Linked DNA regions of Mus musculus: regions 2 and 3 are each linked to region 1. A link is a contact called in public Hi-C and HiChIP or PLAC-seq data. All regions are on one chromosome and are shown on one strand. Each heading gives the region's core, a stretch centred on a gene start, on an enhancer-like site or on the middle of the called end of the contact. The rest is flanking DNA. Distances are from core to core; before and after follow the strand shown. Region 1 holds the start of Gypa (glycophorin A). Region 2 holds the start of Frem3 (Fras1 related extracellular matrix protein 3). Region 3 overlaps Gm46044 (a long non-coding RNA gene).

What was found. A called contact is a pair of places that touch in the nucleus more often than the background predicts. HiChIP or PLAC-seq counts read pairs in DNA pulled down with a chosen protein or histone mark.
Region 2: a contact with region 1 is called in an H3K4me3 HiChIP or PLAC-seq map of fetal liver, with 2.8 times the contacts expected there. The contact joins the promoter of Frem3 here to the promoter of Gypa in region 1. A contact is called at or near these places in 5 of 39 promoter capture datasets (the HPC-7 cell line, embryonic stem cells, fetal liver and 1 more), 9 of 484 Hi-C or Micro-C datasets (cortical neurons, embryonic stem cells, gonadal supporting cells and 2 more), 7 of 115 datasets of contacts at active chromatin or transcription factors (cardiomyocytes, embryonic stem cells and fetal liver) and 2 of 9 other capture datasets (adipose tissue and embryonic stem cells).
Region 3: a contact with region 1 is called in a Hi-C map of cumulus cells, with 1.9 times the contacts expected there. The contact joins the enhancer-like site here to the promoter of Gypa in region 1. A contact is called at or near these places in 2 of 39 promoter capture datasets (the HPC-7 cell line and macrophages), 4 of 484 Hi-C or Micro-C datasets (cumulus cells, nephron progenitors and neural progenitor cells), 2 of 115 datasets of contacts at active chromatin or transcription factors (embryonic stem cells and fetal liver) and 1 of 9 other capture datasets (liver).

What each region holds. Positions count from the first base shown.
Region 1 is chr8:80,491,467-80,496,381 of GRCm38.p6, reverse strand. It overlaps Gypa (glycophorin A), which reads right to left and starts at 2,337. Exons shown (of 8, transcript NM_010369.3): 1 at 2,295-2,337; 2 at 1-79. The coding sequence starts at 2,328. RefSeq lists a cis regulatory region at 2,433-2,615.
Region 2 is chr8:80,608,294-80,613,208 of GRCm38.p6, reverse strand. Frem3 (Fras1 related extracellular matrix protein 3) reads right to left here and starts at 2,170. Exons shown (of 8, transcript NM_001167898.1): 1 at 1-2,170. The coding sequence starts at 2,129.
Region 3 is chr8:80,574,489-80,579,403 of GRCm38.p6, reverse strand. All of the region lies in intron 1 of Gm46044 (a long non-coding RNA gene), which reads left to right. Among named protein-coding and RNA genes, the nearest start is that of Gm46044, 16 kb to the left of the region's middle. Within about 2 kb of position 2,048, at least 2 of the 459 cell types and tissues checked have an H3K27ac peak or open chromatin away from gene starts, as enhancers often do.

The DNA of each region.
Region 1 (4,915 bases), core at 1,088-3,587:
GATCCTGACAATGATGGTGAATGCTCTTCTTGGTAATGTTGACTTGAAGGTATATGGAAGGTGGTTGTAAGAGAATGACCTGTAAAGAAAAATCAGGAAAGTTATTCTAAATATGCTTCCCACAGCCTGCAGAGTGGCATAAGATTAGTCAACTATTTGTCTGGCAGAAGGTCACAATGCTGGTGGAGTCCCAAAGAGGCATCAGACACCTTAAGACTGGAGCTGCAATGGTTGTAAGCTGCTCTGGAGGATCTGGGAACAGAACTCAGGGCCTCAGCAAGAGAACAAGGACTCTGAGTTATAAAGCTATCTCGCTAACTTTTTGCTTTGACACAGGTCATGCTATGTAGACCAGACACACAGAGATCCTCCTGCCTCTGCCTCTGAGTGCTGGGATCACAGCATGCTCCCCAGCTGCAACAGGTATTCTTTAAAAAAAGAAAAAAAGTTCTGAGGATGTGGAATAAAAGTAAACTTTATAAAGAAGTCACTGTCGCAACATTGTGGAGACCCCAAACATATTACACAGTCAGTCATTCTATCCGTGGCTATATATTGAAAGGGTGTGAAATGAGCACCCAAAGATACCTGATATCCACATGTTCTGCTGATCACAGCTCTAGTCGGGTGGACTGAAATACAAAGGCAGCCAGGGACCTCACATGATACAGAGACATCATGGTGTACTACTATGGCTAGTCATGGCTACCATAGCGAGCACCTATTTTAATGGTACTTAGCTCAGCCCTTATGCGGTTATTACGAGATCAGTATCAGCATTGCCTGCATTTTATAGATGAGGCCAAGATAGGGCCAATGATTTGCCTCAGGTATACCAGACTTAGATTTGAATTCACTTCTGTTTCTTGTGCCCGTGTTCCTTTTTTTTTTTTTTAGCAATCTCTTTTTTTCTTCTTCTTTTTTTAATTAGGTATTTTCCTCGTTTACATTTTCAATGCTATCCCAAAGGTCCCCCATACCCACCCCCCCAATCCCCTACCCACCCACTCCCCCTTTTTGGCCCTGGCGTTCCCCTGTACTGGGGCATATAAAGTTTGCAAGTCCAATGGGCCTCTCTTTGCAGTGATGGCCGACTAGGCCATCTTTTGATACATATGCAGCTAAAGACAAGAGCTCCCGGGTACTGGTTAGTTCATATTGTTGTTCCACCTATAGGGTTGCAGTTCCCTTTAGCTCCTTGGGTAATTTCTCTAGCTCCTCCACTGGGGGCCGTGTGACCCATCCAATAGCTGACTGTGATCATCCACTTCTGTGTTTACTAGGCCCCACATTGTGCCCGTGTTCCTAACGCTTGCCTCATACCCTCTGCCAGGGAGACTGAATCTCACCCAGTGTCCTACAGAGAGCTCAGCACTTCTCTGCTGTCCACCCTGACTCAGGCCGTAGCTGTGCCATGGATGAAATATGCTCCCCCCCCCCTCGCCTGGGCTATGTGTTTCTAACACAGAGTCACTCACTGTGTTTGAGAGAACATGGCTTAAAATATCCTCAGGAGGCCAAAAGTAAGGCTACTTTAAAATATTTTATTTTATATTATATTATATTTATTTTATTTTATATTATATTTATTTTATTATATCAATTTATCTTAATAATTTTTAAAATTTAAATTTCGATTAAAATTTTAAAAATATTAAATTAAAATTTTAATTATTTTAATAAATTAAATTATTTTAATAAATTAAATTAAATTATATTAATTTATTTTAAAAACATATTACTTTGGATTCAGCCCAGCCATAGAGCAATTAGAAAGGTTTTTGTGGTTATTGTTGTTTTTGTTGTTGTTTTCTTAGTAACAGTAGTAACAGTTCCACAAAGAGAAACCCCTCAGTTTCATGCTGACAGCTTGTCTCCTCTCAGCAGGAGAAACTGGTTATACTAGTTTTGAAAAAGAAAGGGCATAAGTCTACCCTAACCTTCACCAGTTAACCTTAGCTTAGAAATAAGTCTCTTCATAGCCCCAAGCGAAGTAACATGGTTATTTATGTAACGATATTACTTACACTTGATACAAGTTTACTGCTATCTAGGGTTAGAATCAAAGGCATTTCTTAGACTGGGGAACTGCTATTCAGGCACAAATGGTTGTGGGCTGCAGTGTGCCACTCCTGTCCCTAGCTGAATCCTATTTAAACACACCCTCCAGACTGAAACTGAATGTACTACTCAGTCATTGGTTCAGTTAAGTAAGAAAACCAGCATTGGGGCAATTCATAGTTTAAATAAGTCATCGAGAATAAAATATCATCAAGCTGAAAATATTCACTCACCTGATGTTGTCACAGCAGCTGTGCTCTCGGTCATACTGGGAGTGTCTGTCAGCCTTAGGAAGGCCTTGCCTACCTCCTGGTATCTCTCAGGCCCACCTTCCCGGGGCCTCTATCCGTTGACACACATTGGCTAGCATTTAAATGATGCAACATTATTTAGTGTCTGTTAATAAAGATAACTAGAGGTCTGCATAACTGCGAGGACCAGAGTGGAATTAAAATCTTTGTTCCAAAGAATTGCCTGCTGTGTTAAATTTACTTCATGTAAACGAAGTGAGCACCACAAGGCAGCACCAAGGACCACTCAACTGGACATAGAGACTGCAGAGGTCAGGGCAGGCGCTGGACTTGGAGAGTAGGAGTGTTTCTAATGCGGGGGTCCCTATGATCCCTTAAGAAAGTGGCTTCTTGTGTACGAACTGCATGCATTGAAAACTTTACACAATGTTTGCGAACTCTGAGGTTTGAAAGGCTGTCAAGCTCGTGACAGCTCAAAGAGTAATGAAAGAAACGTGAGTCGGGAGAAATCTTCCAGGAAAGTGGAATTCGAACTGAACTGCAGTGTCCGTGTGGCTATAAAAGCAGTTACGTGCTTTACAATGCTTTAAAATGCTCTGTTGCTCAGTGACCGTGAGGCAATCCCCAAATAACAAAAGTAAACGCTAGAAAACAAGACCAGGCAAACCCCAGTCACCCTGAAAGCATAAAGGGAGTGTGTGTAGCGCTGAGCAGAAGCAGGAAGCCCGACCACAGCGGAGACAAACTCCAGGCAGATACCGGCTTGGGCTCAGGACATAGGAGAAGAGTAGCTTTGATTCGAAAGTCTTTGGAAATCAGCCCTTATTAAGCTGCGGAGCGGGAGCTGACCACCAGCTAATAGAGAATTGCGGTTCTTTCTGGTGTCCTTGATGCGTCCTCCCCTCCCCCCCCGCCCCCGAATTTAAAGAAATGCAAAAGCTGGTGGCTTCTCAGGTTGAAAATTCGAGTGTGTGGAAATGGAGACACGTGGCGACCTCTAGTGGCTGTTCTGCATAATAGAAACGAAATGTGGAAACAAAACAAAACAAGAAAACACAACTGGAGAAAACATCAAGTCTTTCCCTTCCTCTTCGTTGTCCAGGAGTATCATCAGGTCGTATCTATGACTTACATCCCACAAATGTGTCAGGCAAGCACAACTGTGTTTTGAGAATTTTGAGCCAGCGTCTGAAGATTAAACAATTGTGTTTGAGACATGCAATCTGACAGAGATCTCATCAGGTTGGTTCTGTATGTGCTTGGCTACTTTTCTCTAAGTAGTATTGGGCCAGTCACTGCAGCGCCATGCAGAAACACAAGCTACGATGTTGGAGAGGAGGAAAATAGTTTGGATCCTTGAGCTCTGTCCGACGTCTATCGTCCTTGTTTTAGCCGTTCATTTCTGCCTACGAGTATCTGCCAGCTACCTCTGCTTCAGATGATTGCTACAGGTGATTCCTGCCGATCTCAACAGGAGGGCGAGACTTTTATGGTTTTTTTTTTCCCACGGGAGTTCGCACCTTGTCTCTGTGTTCCTATAGAATGTTCAAACTACTTCCTGTTTTATTTTCTTCATCCAAATGCTTTTTTAAACTTAAGGAAACGCAAGATTATACACATATGACACTCAAAATGACCCACTTGGGGAGGAAGGGGGCAGACGCAAGAGCCAAGGAGTGGACAAGTTTGCAACATAGCCCATGCTTATTCCCATAGGAAGCTGTGAGATTTCTTTAAGGATGAATTTATTCATCATTGATCAAAAGGAGGTATACTTCAATTAAAAAACAGGGTATTAAATGGAAAAAAAACAAGATTATTCTTTGTTTTGTTTTGTGTGTGTGGTTTTGACAGGATAGTAAATGGAGACAAAAAAACAGATTAGTCTTTGCTTCTTTGTGGTTCTGACAGGCTTCAACTCAGGGATGAAAATGGAGGATGGATTGGGAAGAACGGAGGGAGGGGTCAGGATCCACAGCCAGCCTACCTGCTTTCTTGGCTTGAGTGGTCTGTGGGTTCCCAGGAAATGCCTGCTGGGGCTAGGGCATCAGATAATGCCATGAGTCCAGGGAGAGAGTTCTGGATGGAAAGATTTGTGTGATCCAATGAGGGCCATGGCAGGTGGTCTCTGCAGCATTAGAGATGAGACTGGGGATTAGATTTAGGACAGAGGTTGGCTAGATGAATGTCTGCAGTGAGTCTACTTGCTTCTCTGGTTATAGTTGTATATTGGAGTTTGGTGTTGGGATAAGATAGCCAGAGGAGATCTTTGAAATTCATTAGAGGAGGCAGAGATGAAAGAGGGACCTCTGCTGGTGGTCTCCTGTAGAAGTTAGAAGGAGAATGTCCAGTTGGAGTTGAGAGTGGAGGAAGAGGGAAAGGTCTACCTCCTTCTTTCTCCAGAGTCCCAACATTATATTTTAAGAAAGGTTTTCTGATAACATCCCAGAGAAGAATTTATTCAGTTTCTGGATTTAAATGCTTTTCGTTTTTCTTTAGTTTTTGAAGGATACTCTAACTTTGTACAGATTTGTAAGTGTCTATGATTTTCTTTTGTTACTTTAAAAGTGCATTCTTTGTTGAAGTCAAAGACACCTCTCTCA
Region 2 (4,915 bases), core at 921-3,420, 120 kb before region 1:
TGGTATCCTTGCACTGTCATTTCTAGGGTCGTTTCTGGAGATAGCTGAGGCTGCGACGTATCTGCAGGCTGGATGCTGATGGTGAAGAAGTGCTGGTTGGAGAGGTTTGGTGGGTCCTGGTCATCCTGCACATGGAAGGCCAGATGAGCCACTGGAGATGGGCTATGTGGTCCAGGATGGGAGAAGAACAGTCTCCCTTCCATTATGTCTCTCTGCAGCCACTCAGTCACTACCGTCTCATAAAGGCCCTCCTTTTCCACATAGTGCCAGTCACTGTACAGAAGGGACGAAGGGGGCTCAGCCTGCCTCAGCAGCATGTTGCCTGGGTGCTGGCTTGAGCTGTAGGAACCAGGGGCCAGATCTTCATGTGTTTCTTCCTCTTTTCCTTCCAGGTGTTCGTCTTCCAACACAAAGAGGATAGCTGAGTCCTCAGAATCAATATCGGTGGCACATAAGACAAAGGGGGATATCTGGACCACTTGCCCTTCAGTCACGGAGAGTCCCATGTTGGCGGTGAGCACTGGTGCCGCATCATCCACGGGCACGATAGTGATGGGGAAGAGGAAGTCCACCCGGTGGTGCTCACCCTCCATCTTGAGGATGATGTTGTCACTGTAAGAGTCACTGCCATCATGCTGGTACACCACTCTCCCTGCACTTAGGTCTGCCAGTGTGAAATTCTTGCACCCAGCAGGTGCCCCATGCACTACCAGCTGCCCGTGTTGCAAACCTCTGACTGCAACAATTTTTATTTCTTTGGAATTATCTTTATCACTGACCTGAAAGCTTAGGGCATCAGACAAGGGCCTTGCCTGGCCTTCAAACACCACAAGTCCTCCTCTGTAGCTAGCTATTGGAGCCAGCACATTCATAGACTTTACCACCACCATGAAAGCAAAAGGCTCAGAGGTGTCACCATCTTCATCCACCACCTGCAGTTTGAGCTGAAAGACGTGGTCCCCTTCTGAGCTCCCCGTTGGGGGTCGATAGGCTATTTTCAGCTCTCGAAGCTCTTTCTGGGTAAAGAAAGAGACTGGAAGGCCCAGGGGGTCATCTGTGTTCACCACATAACCCTGTCCACCATGGTGTCCAGGTGGGGCCTCGGGTACATTGAGAATGTTGAAGACTAGGTCGTCAGGGTCTGACTCGCTGTCTTCTGCAGCCAGCACATCAGGTGTCAGGGCTGTCAGTAAGGACTGTTCAACCTCCACTATCATTAGAGCCGCGAGACTAGGTATTGGTGCTGTGCTCCTGGCTCGCTTCTGGATTCTGACTTGAATTTGGAAGTACTCCTGGGCCAGCACCTCCACTGACCTAGTACCTTGTGACTCTGGTCCAAGCAGCTCCACTAGCATGGGCACATAGTCCCTGCTGGGTGAGGATGGTGTGGTGGTATGCTGGTAGCGTACGCCAGCCTGGATAAAAGCCTCACAGTCGGCCAGATGGCCCCTGGAGAGAGGGTTCCCAGCGGTGTCCACCAAGAGTCCATACTTGGGGAGTGGTCCGCCAGGGTGAGGAAGCACGGTGAGCCTGCACCTGCTCCTGGAGGCAAAGTTTAGCACTCTCCTGTCGATGGCATGGCTGCAGCCTAGCACTTTAAACACTTTCAGTGGCCTGTTGCGCGCCACCAACTGAAGCTTGGGGAAGACTACATTCACTTGCAGAGTGAAGGGCAGCACCAGCGTGGAATTCCCTGCGTCATAGCGCACCTGCAGCTGTATCCGGGTTCTTGTGGAGCTGGGCGAGCCGAAGTGAGTGTACTTAACCTGTTGGGCCCCGAAATCACAGGGAAATTGGTGCGGGGAGAGCGCGCCTTGGAGCCGCGGGAAGTCCAGCACTGTCACCTTGCACTGATCCCCGCGCTGCACTCGAATCACTAGATCCCGCAGTGGGTTAAGCCAAACCGAGCGGCCCTGTGGCACTTGGAACCCGGAGTTGGCGATCAGAATGCCAGGGTTCTGGTGACTACCACCATTAAGCGCTCCCCAGGGAGGCAGGTAAAGCTCACAGTGGGACACGTTTTCACTCAAGGGTACCCTTTCCCTCAGTGCACAAGTCAGAAGCAGGCAGGTGAGAGTCACTAGCAGCTGCAGGGACATCCCAGGAAGGCTCAGAGAATCTCCAGCCATAGTCCGATGGAATTCTGGAGTTGATATATCTAGAGGATGCCCACTCCAGTGGAAGCAGAGAGACTCTGCGGGAGGGCGGGGATGCTTGGATCCCGCCAGATCCAGGAGCTGCAGCAACTAACAGCAACGGACAAGCTCTCTCTGTCTTTTGCATTCCAAGTCTCCACCTGAGCTGGTGTCAGTGGCCCCCCAGATGTGCCCCAGCACACCGACACATAGCGAGCATGCAGGCACTCCCCGCCGCTTCCCAGTGTCTTTAGCCCAGTTACCTTGATTTGTCACAGCCTTGAGTTGCCTGCCTCCCACTGTCTTCTTTGGATACCCCTTTCTCTGGGAGCCACAAGAGGATTGTTCCTCGGGGCTGGGAAAGTGAGAGTGACTGCGCCTGGGTGAGTTATGTGCGTGGGAGACACCGCTGGCATGGTCTGTTCACCCAGGAGGAATAGTGTCTCTGATTGAGTGCAGAGCCAGTCTCTCTTACCGCTGACAGGAGTGCTTTTTCTCGCCAAAATTGAGTTTCACGTTGGACATTAAAAAAAGCTGGTGGGAGGGATTTTTGCAAAAAAGAATTTCCTGTCTGTCTGTCTGTCTGTCTGTCTGTCTGTCTGATGAAGCAGCTTATTCCAGGTCTGTCAATTCTGCACGTTCACAGCAACCCTGGTAGTTTCTTTGCAGGGTCTTTTTTTTTTTTTTTTTTTTTTTTTTTTTGCGATGAGGGAACAGGATCTCTCTCTCTCTCTCTCTCTCTCTCTCTCTCTCTCTCTCTCTGTGTGTGTGTGTGTGTGTGTGTGTGTGTGTGTCAGGGACGGGGCAGGGGCAGCTTCAGGGTTTGGAGAGTGGGGAAGCAACAATTTCCAGGCTGGCAAACTTGAAGAGCTTTTAATCTGTTCCCAGTGAATGGGTCTCACACAAAGCAATTGGGTGTGGGGGGTCAGCTTCCTGTGGCTTTCTTAGAATGTAGTTTCCATACCTGATCAACACTAGACATTAGCTGTTTCTTTTCTTTCCTGTTACTTTCTTGGTTGGAAAATATACATTAGCCAGGGGAGAGGAGGTAGGAGCAGCAGTGCCCAAGAAAACCCCACAACTAAATCTCTGTGATAATCCATTGCACGCTCGGAACCAGGCTTTCAAATGATGGCCTTTCCTGTCTGTGAGTGACGTGAGTGCCAGGTCTTGACTTGTCTTAATTTCTTAGGGACTAGAAGAATCTGGTCAGTCACTGTTCAAGATAATCCATGTCACCTGATTCCTTTTTTTCATGTCAGGGACATTTTAGTGACTGAAAATAGATGCATGCAAAACTCTTGGTTAAAAAAAAAAGCTTCAATTGGATAATATAAACCTGGGGGTTATATCCACAAATTAATCTTTCGATCTTTCTGCAGTGTTGCAGATGGTTAATTTACTTTAGCAGCAGCAGCCACTGCTGCTGCCATAGCCAGGACCACACCACTGTTTTTTTTTTAAATTTTTTTTAATTAGGTATTTTTCTCGTTTACATTTTCAATGCTATCCCAAAGGTCCCCCATATCCACCCCACCCCCAATCCCCTACCCACCCACTCCCCCTTTTTGGCCCTGGCGTTCCCCTGTACTGGGCATCTAAAGTTGGCAAGTCCAATGGGTCTCTCTTTGCAGTGATGGCCGACTAGGCCATCTTTTGATGCATATGCAGCTAGAGACAAGAGTTCCGGGGTACTGGTTAGTTCATATTGTTGTTCCACCTATACGGTTGCAGTTCCCTTTAGCTCCTTGGGTAATATCTCTAGCTCTTGCATTGGGGGCCGTGTGATCCATCCAATAGCTGACTGTGATCATCCACTTCTGTGTTTACTAGGCCCCGGCATAGTCTCACAAGAGAGAGCTATATCTGGGTCCTTTCAGCAAAATTTTGCTAGTGTGTGCAATGGTGTCAGCGTTTGGAAGCTGATTATGGGATGGATCCCTGCATATGGCAATCACTAGATGGTGCATCTTTTCGTCACAGCTCCAAATTTTGTCTCTGTAGCTCCTTCCATGGGTGTTTTGTTCCCATTTCTAGGAAGGGGTAAAGTGTCCACACTTTGGTCTTCCTTCTTCTTGAATTTCATGCGTTTAGCAAGTTGTATCTTATATCTTGGGTATCCTAAGTTTCTGGGCTAATATCCACTTATCAGTGAGTACATATTGTGTGAGTTCCTTTGTGATTGGGTTACTTCACTCAGGATGATGCCCTCCAGGTCCATCCATTTGCCTAGGAATTTCATAAATTCATTTTTTTAAATAGCTGAGTAGTATTCCATTGTGTAAATGTACCACATTTTCTGTATCCATTCCTCTGTTGAGGGGCATCTGGGTTCTTTCCAGCTTCTGGCTATTATAAATAAGGCTGCTATGAACATAGTGGAGCATGTGTCCTTCTTACCAGTTGGGACATCTTCTGGATATATGCCCAGGAGAGGTATTGCTGGATCCTCCGGTAGTACTATGTCCAATTTTCTGAGGAACCACCAGACTGATTTCCAGAGTGGTTGTACAAGCTTGCAATCCCACCAACAATGGAGGAGTGTTCCTCTTTCTCCACATCCTCGCCAGTATCTGCTGTCACCTGAGCTTTTGATCTTAGCCATTCTGACTGGAGTGAAGTGGAATCTCGGGGTTGTTTTGATTTGCATTTCCCTGATGATTAAGGATGTTGAACATTTTTTCAGGTGCTTCTCAGCCATTCGGTATTCCTCAGGTGAGAATTCTTTGTTCAGCTCTGAGCCCCATTTTTTAATGGGGTTATTTGATTTTCTGGAGTCC
Region 3 (4,915 bases), core at 799-3,298, 83 kb before region 1:
GATGGCAGTATGCAAATAGGTATAGAATCAGAAGCTGAGAGCTTGCATCTGATCCATAAGTGGTAGGAATCTAGGTGGGAATGGTATGGGGCTTTTAATCATCAAAGCTCACTCACAGTGACAAGGCCACATCTCCTCCAACAAGGCCATGCCTCCTCCAGCAAGGTCACACCTCCTTTAACAAGGCCACACCTCCTTCAACAAGGTCACACCTCCTCTGACATGTCTCATCCCAATCCTTTCCAAATTAACTGGGGAACAATAATTCAAATACATACACCCATGGGAACGATTCTCATTCAAACCACCACAATGCCCATGGCTTCCAGTGACTTTATACAGTTCTAGCTAGAGCAGAAGAGGTTCATGGATGCAGTTGATGCTGACCATCTCCCACTGCACAGAGGGTTAGAAAAACTATGAGCATCATTTTGTGGGTAATACTTGGGGGGAGGTGTCTTCTCAGAGGTGAAGGGGAGGGAGTATAGGGAAAGAACTCTGAGAGGGAGGACCAGGAGGGGGGCAACATTTGGGATGTAAGTAAATAAAATAACCAATTAATAATAATGATAAAGAAAGGTCCAGATGGAATGGAGGATACTGGGAAACCAATCCCTTTAGATCAACTGACCAGAGCTCATATGAATTCACAGACTGAAGCAGCAAGTCCAGGGCCTACAGAGGTCTGCACCAGGTGCTCTATGTATATATTATGGCGTTTAAATTAATATTTTATGGGATTCCCGAGTGTGTGAACAAGTGGGTGTCTGATTCTTGTGACTTCTCTTGTGGTCTTTTCCTAATGTTAATTATTAGTCCCTCTTTGTGCATATTTTCAAAATTTGTATTATTAGACCAAAGAGAATGAAAAAGGTGAAGGCTCCTGAAGGACTTGCTCTTGCCACAGAATTACATCTACAATCCTGATTGCTATTCCACTAAGAGCTTGCTGTTTGTTTCAGCATAATTTCTACATGTATATGTTCTTTTGTGTATATACATGTGTATATGTAAAATATATTAATTTTATGCATTTCAATGTGCATTAAGTTCTTTACTTGGCAGTTATTATTAGCACATATATATCATAAGTTAATTTGAAAATAAGACTGCATATGACACAAGAGATTAGGCAAATATTTGAGATACTTAGCATATCTTTAGTTCCTATAGTTTTGTTTCTGAATAAAAAAATTAAACATGTTTGTTAATTTATGTTTTCATCAAAGACAGTACACAGAAATCTGCTTCTAGAAATCTGATAACTTGTCCTCCCCCTTCCTTCCTTCCTTCCTTCCTTCCTTCCTTCCTTCCTTCCTTCCTTCCTTCCTTCCTCCCTCCCTTCCTTCCTTCCTAAGATTTATTTGTGGGGTATGAAGTTACACACCTTTAATCCTAGCACTGAGGAGGCAGAGACAAGTGGACTTCTAAGAACAAGGCCAGCCTGGTGTACATAGTGAGATTCAGGAAAATGCAGGGCTACATAGAGTAACTTTGCCTTGAAAATCAAAACCAACCAACCAACCAACCAACCAACCAACCAACCAACCAACCAACCAACCAACCAAAACCAGAGAAACAAACAAACACTGGATCCAAACCTAAAACCAACCACAAACATCTATTTATTTTTATTTTATGTGCATGGTTGTGTTGCTTGCATGTCTGTCTATTCACCATAAGTGTGCTGTACAGTGGAAGCCAGAAGAGAGTCTCAGATCCCCTGGAGCTGGAGTTACAAATGGTCGTGATCCACTGTGTGGGTGCTGGAAACCATAGCCCTGACAGAGCAGCCAGTGGTCTTATCTGCTGAGCCATTTCTCTGGCCCTCTGTAGATTTCTTAACCATAGAGTTTCTTTACTCGAGGAAAATTCCTGAGTTCATTGAGTGAAGCAATTCAGGAAGAAGCAGAAACCCCTTAATCCTTTAACCCTCTCCTTTATTTAAAATATTCTGCTATTTAGGCCACCAGACAGACTCATCCTGAGGACACGGTGACTCATTGTTTGCTAAATCCACCAGACACTTGAGTGGTCTGACCTCTCAGCACATTTGCCATCTCCAACATGCCTTTTCCGGAAGCTGTCACCCCTTGTCATTCCTGGCCTGTCCTTGTTTTCCACATCTCTGGAGCCAGATTGTCTTGGCACTGTCATTATGAGTCATGTGACCTTGAGTAACTCATGAAGCTTCCTTGGGATCTGGTCTTCTCATAGTAAAATAGACATAAAATAGAACCTGTATCAAAGAGCAGAGGTGAGGCCACATGTGTGAACCTCAGAGCAGGGGTGAGGCCACATGTGTGAACCTCAGAGCAGGGGTGAGACCACATGTGTGAACCACAGAGCAGGGGTGAGGCCACATGTGTGAACCACAGAGCAGGGGTGAGGCCACATGTGTGAACCTCAGAACAAGGGTAAGACCACACATGTGAACGTTAGAGTAGGCAGGAGGCCACATGTATGAACAATCTGACCTCCTTGTATCACAGGCAGAGGAAACTGGCTTCCTGAAAAAACAAAAACAAAAACAAAAACAAAAACAAAACAAAACAAAAAACCCCTGAAAGCTCTATATGTATCGTCTGCAAATTTTCTTAAGATGACCATTGAACAATTCTGTGAACATGTCAACAATGTTGGACAGAGGAGGTTAGTATAGTTAACCCTTCCAGAACCAAGCACTCAGGGTTACTTATGCTTGCCACTGGAAGAGTTATATGTCTCTACACAAGCCATAACCTGCTGCAAAAAAACATTTTCTGGCCAAAGTAGAGAGCAACACACGCCTCCACCTACCATTTACTCACTACCATGCACTCACAAGTGCATGTTTGTCACGTGCTCGTAGACTTCTTCAATGATCACCTCAGGAAATCGTACTGTGTTCATTATTTACAAGGAAACTTGCTCAGTTACAGTCATTTCCATTTCCAACCCCCTTCTTTCCCAGGTCTGGCTGTCAGTCTCCTTTCTGTCTCTATATGTCTGAATATTTTGGACATCTCATGTAAGCGAATCACATAATATATAGTTTTTGTAAATGCCTTTATTTACTTTGTAAAACATTTCCAATGTCTATCATGTTGTAATATGTATCCTACTCCCTTTTAAAACCAAATCTTATTTTATTAATTATTTTGTTCACACACATGAATGTAGGCACATGGGTGTCATGGAGTGTGTGTGTGAGGCCCAAGGACAACTGTGGTGTCAGCCATTGCCTTTCCACTTTGACATGGTGTCTCTCTGTTGTTCTCTGTCATGCACACCAGGCTGGCTGGTTCAGGAGCTTCTGGGGATCCTTCAGTCTTTGCCCCTGGTGTCCCAATGGTAGCACTGGGGATCACAGGTGCTCCAATGACCGCTTGTGTCTTTTGCATGGGATCCAGGGATTTGAACTCGGGTTTTCATGCAGCACAGCAAGACCTCTTACTCACAGGGCCTTGCCCCAGGCTCCTCATTTAATTTGGAACAGTAGTCCAATGTATTGATTTATCACCATTGTTCATCTATTCACCAGTTAATATACCACAGCCCTGGTTATTCTGGAACTCAGAGCTCTGCCTGCCTCTGCCTCCTGAGTGCTGGGATTAAAGGTGTGCGCAACCACTGCTTGCCTAGGCTGTACTCTTGAGTCTCTCTTGAGTATGTATCTAAGAGGTTCTAGGTCACATGCTAGCCCTATCATTTCCAAACTGATTTCCCAAGAGGATGCGAGATGACAGAAGCATTTCTCTTTCCGTATTCTTACCAATGCCTTCTGTCTGTCTTTTGACGATAGTTATTCTAGCGAGTGTGAAATAGCATTTCTCTACTATTTCGTTGTGCATTTTCCTGATGCTTACTGAGCATCTTTCTATGTCCTTTCTGACAACTTGCACTTCATCTTTGGAGAAATGTCTCTGTGTTTGTCTATTGGGTTATTTATTTATTTTATTGAATTATCATTATAATGGCTTCAATATCAGTTTTATTCTTGAGTCTGGAAACAAATATTAGGAGTCCATATTTTTTGTTTGAGTTTCACGGTTGCTCCAGAGCTCCCACAATCCCATAGGCTCCTAAAAAGTCTGTTTATCATTCTGAATTATCTCATTGAACACCCCCCCCCACACACACACCGCTATCCTCTCTGGAGCCCAAATGTCATCTTTGTATAGAGATTTGCTTTTCTGTTACATTTAACCACACATCATCAATTACTATATCCACCTTTTAAAACAAAATTTCCATCTTGGCTGCCATCCTCTTCAGGACCAACATCACTGACTGCATCGCTGTGGTTTCTCTAACCTGCTCTTCACAGACCTTTAGAACGGATTCCCTCTGCATTTGGAAATGGATGTTCGAGAGTATAAATGTGCTCAGGTGCTTTATGTTTCAGCACTCTCCCTGAGGACAGAGCTCAGAGTCATGGATAATGTGCGGGCGGATTCCTAAGAGTGAGAATGGTCAAGGATGCATTATAGCAAGTCTAGATTGGTCATAGGAAACACCCATGGCAGAGTCTGCAAACATCTCTGTGGGGTGATGGGCACAGCCATACTTTAAGTAGATGGGAAAATCTGGACTCCTTAATACTGTAACCAGCAGAGAAGACAACAGCCAAAAGATCTGATGACTGAAAAGACCTCATTGATGTACAAATACACATTAACACATAGTTTTGAATAAATACAGGAAGAGTCATAAATGTACTGTTATAGCTTCTAAAGCGCCCAGCTCAAACACTGCAGGAGTGCTCTAAGTGGATGAGGAATTTGTCCTTGAATTAAGGATAAAAGGGCAGAGTAAATTATAGAACCAGTTAAAATTATGATTCTAGAGAATCACATAAATTTTAGTTGAAAATAAATGGAAATAAAGTTCACTGTTTTTCCAAAAATATCATTATCCTTATGTATATAGAGCA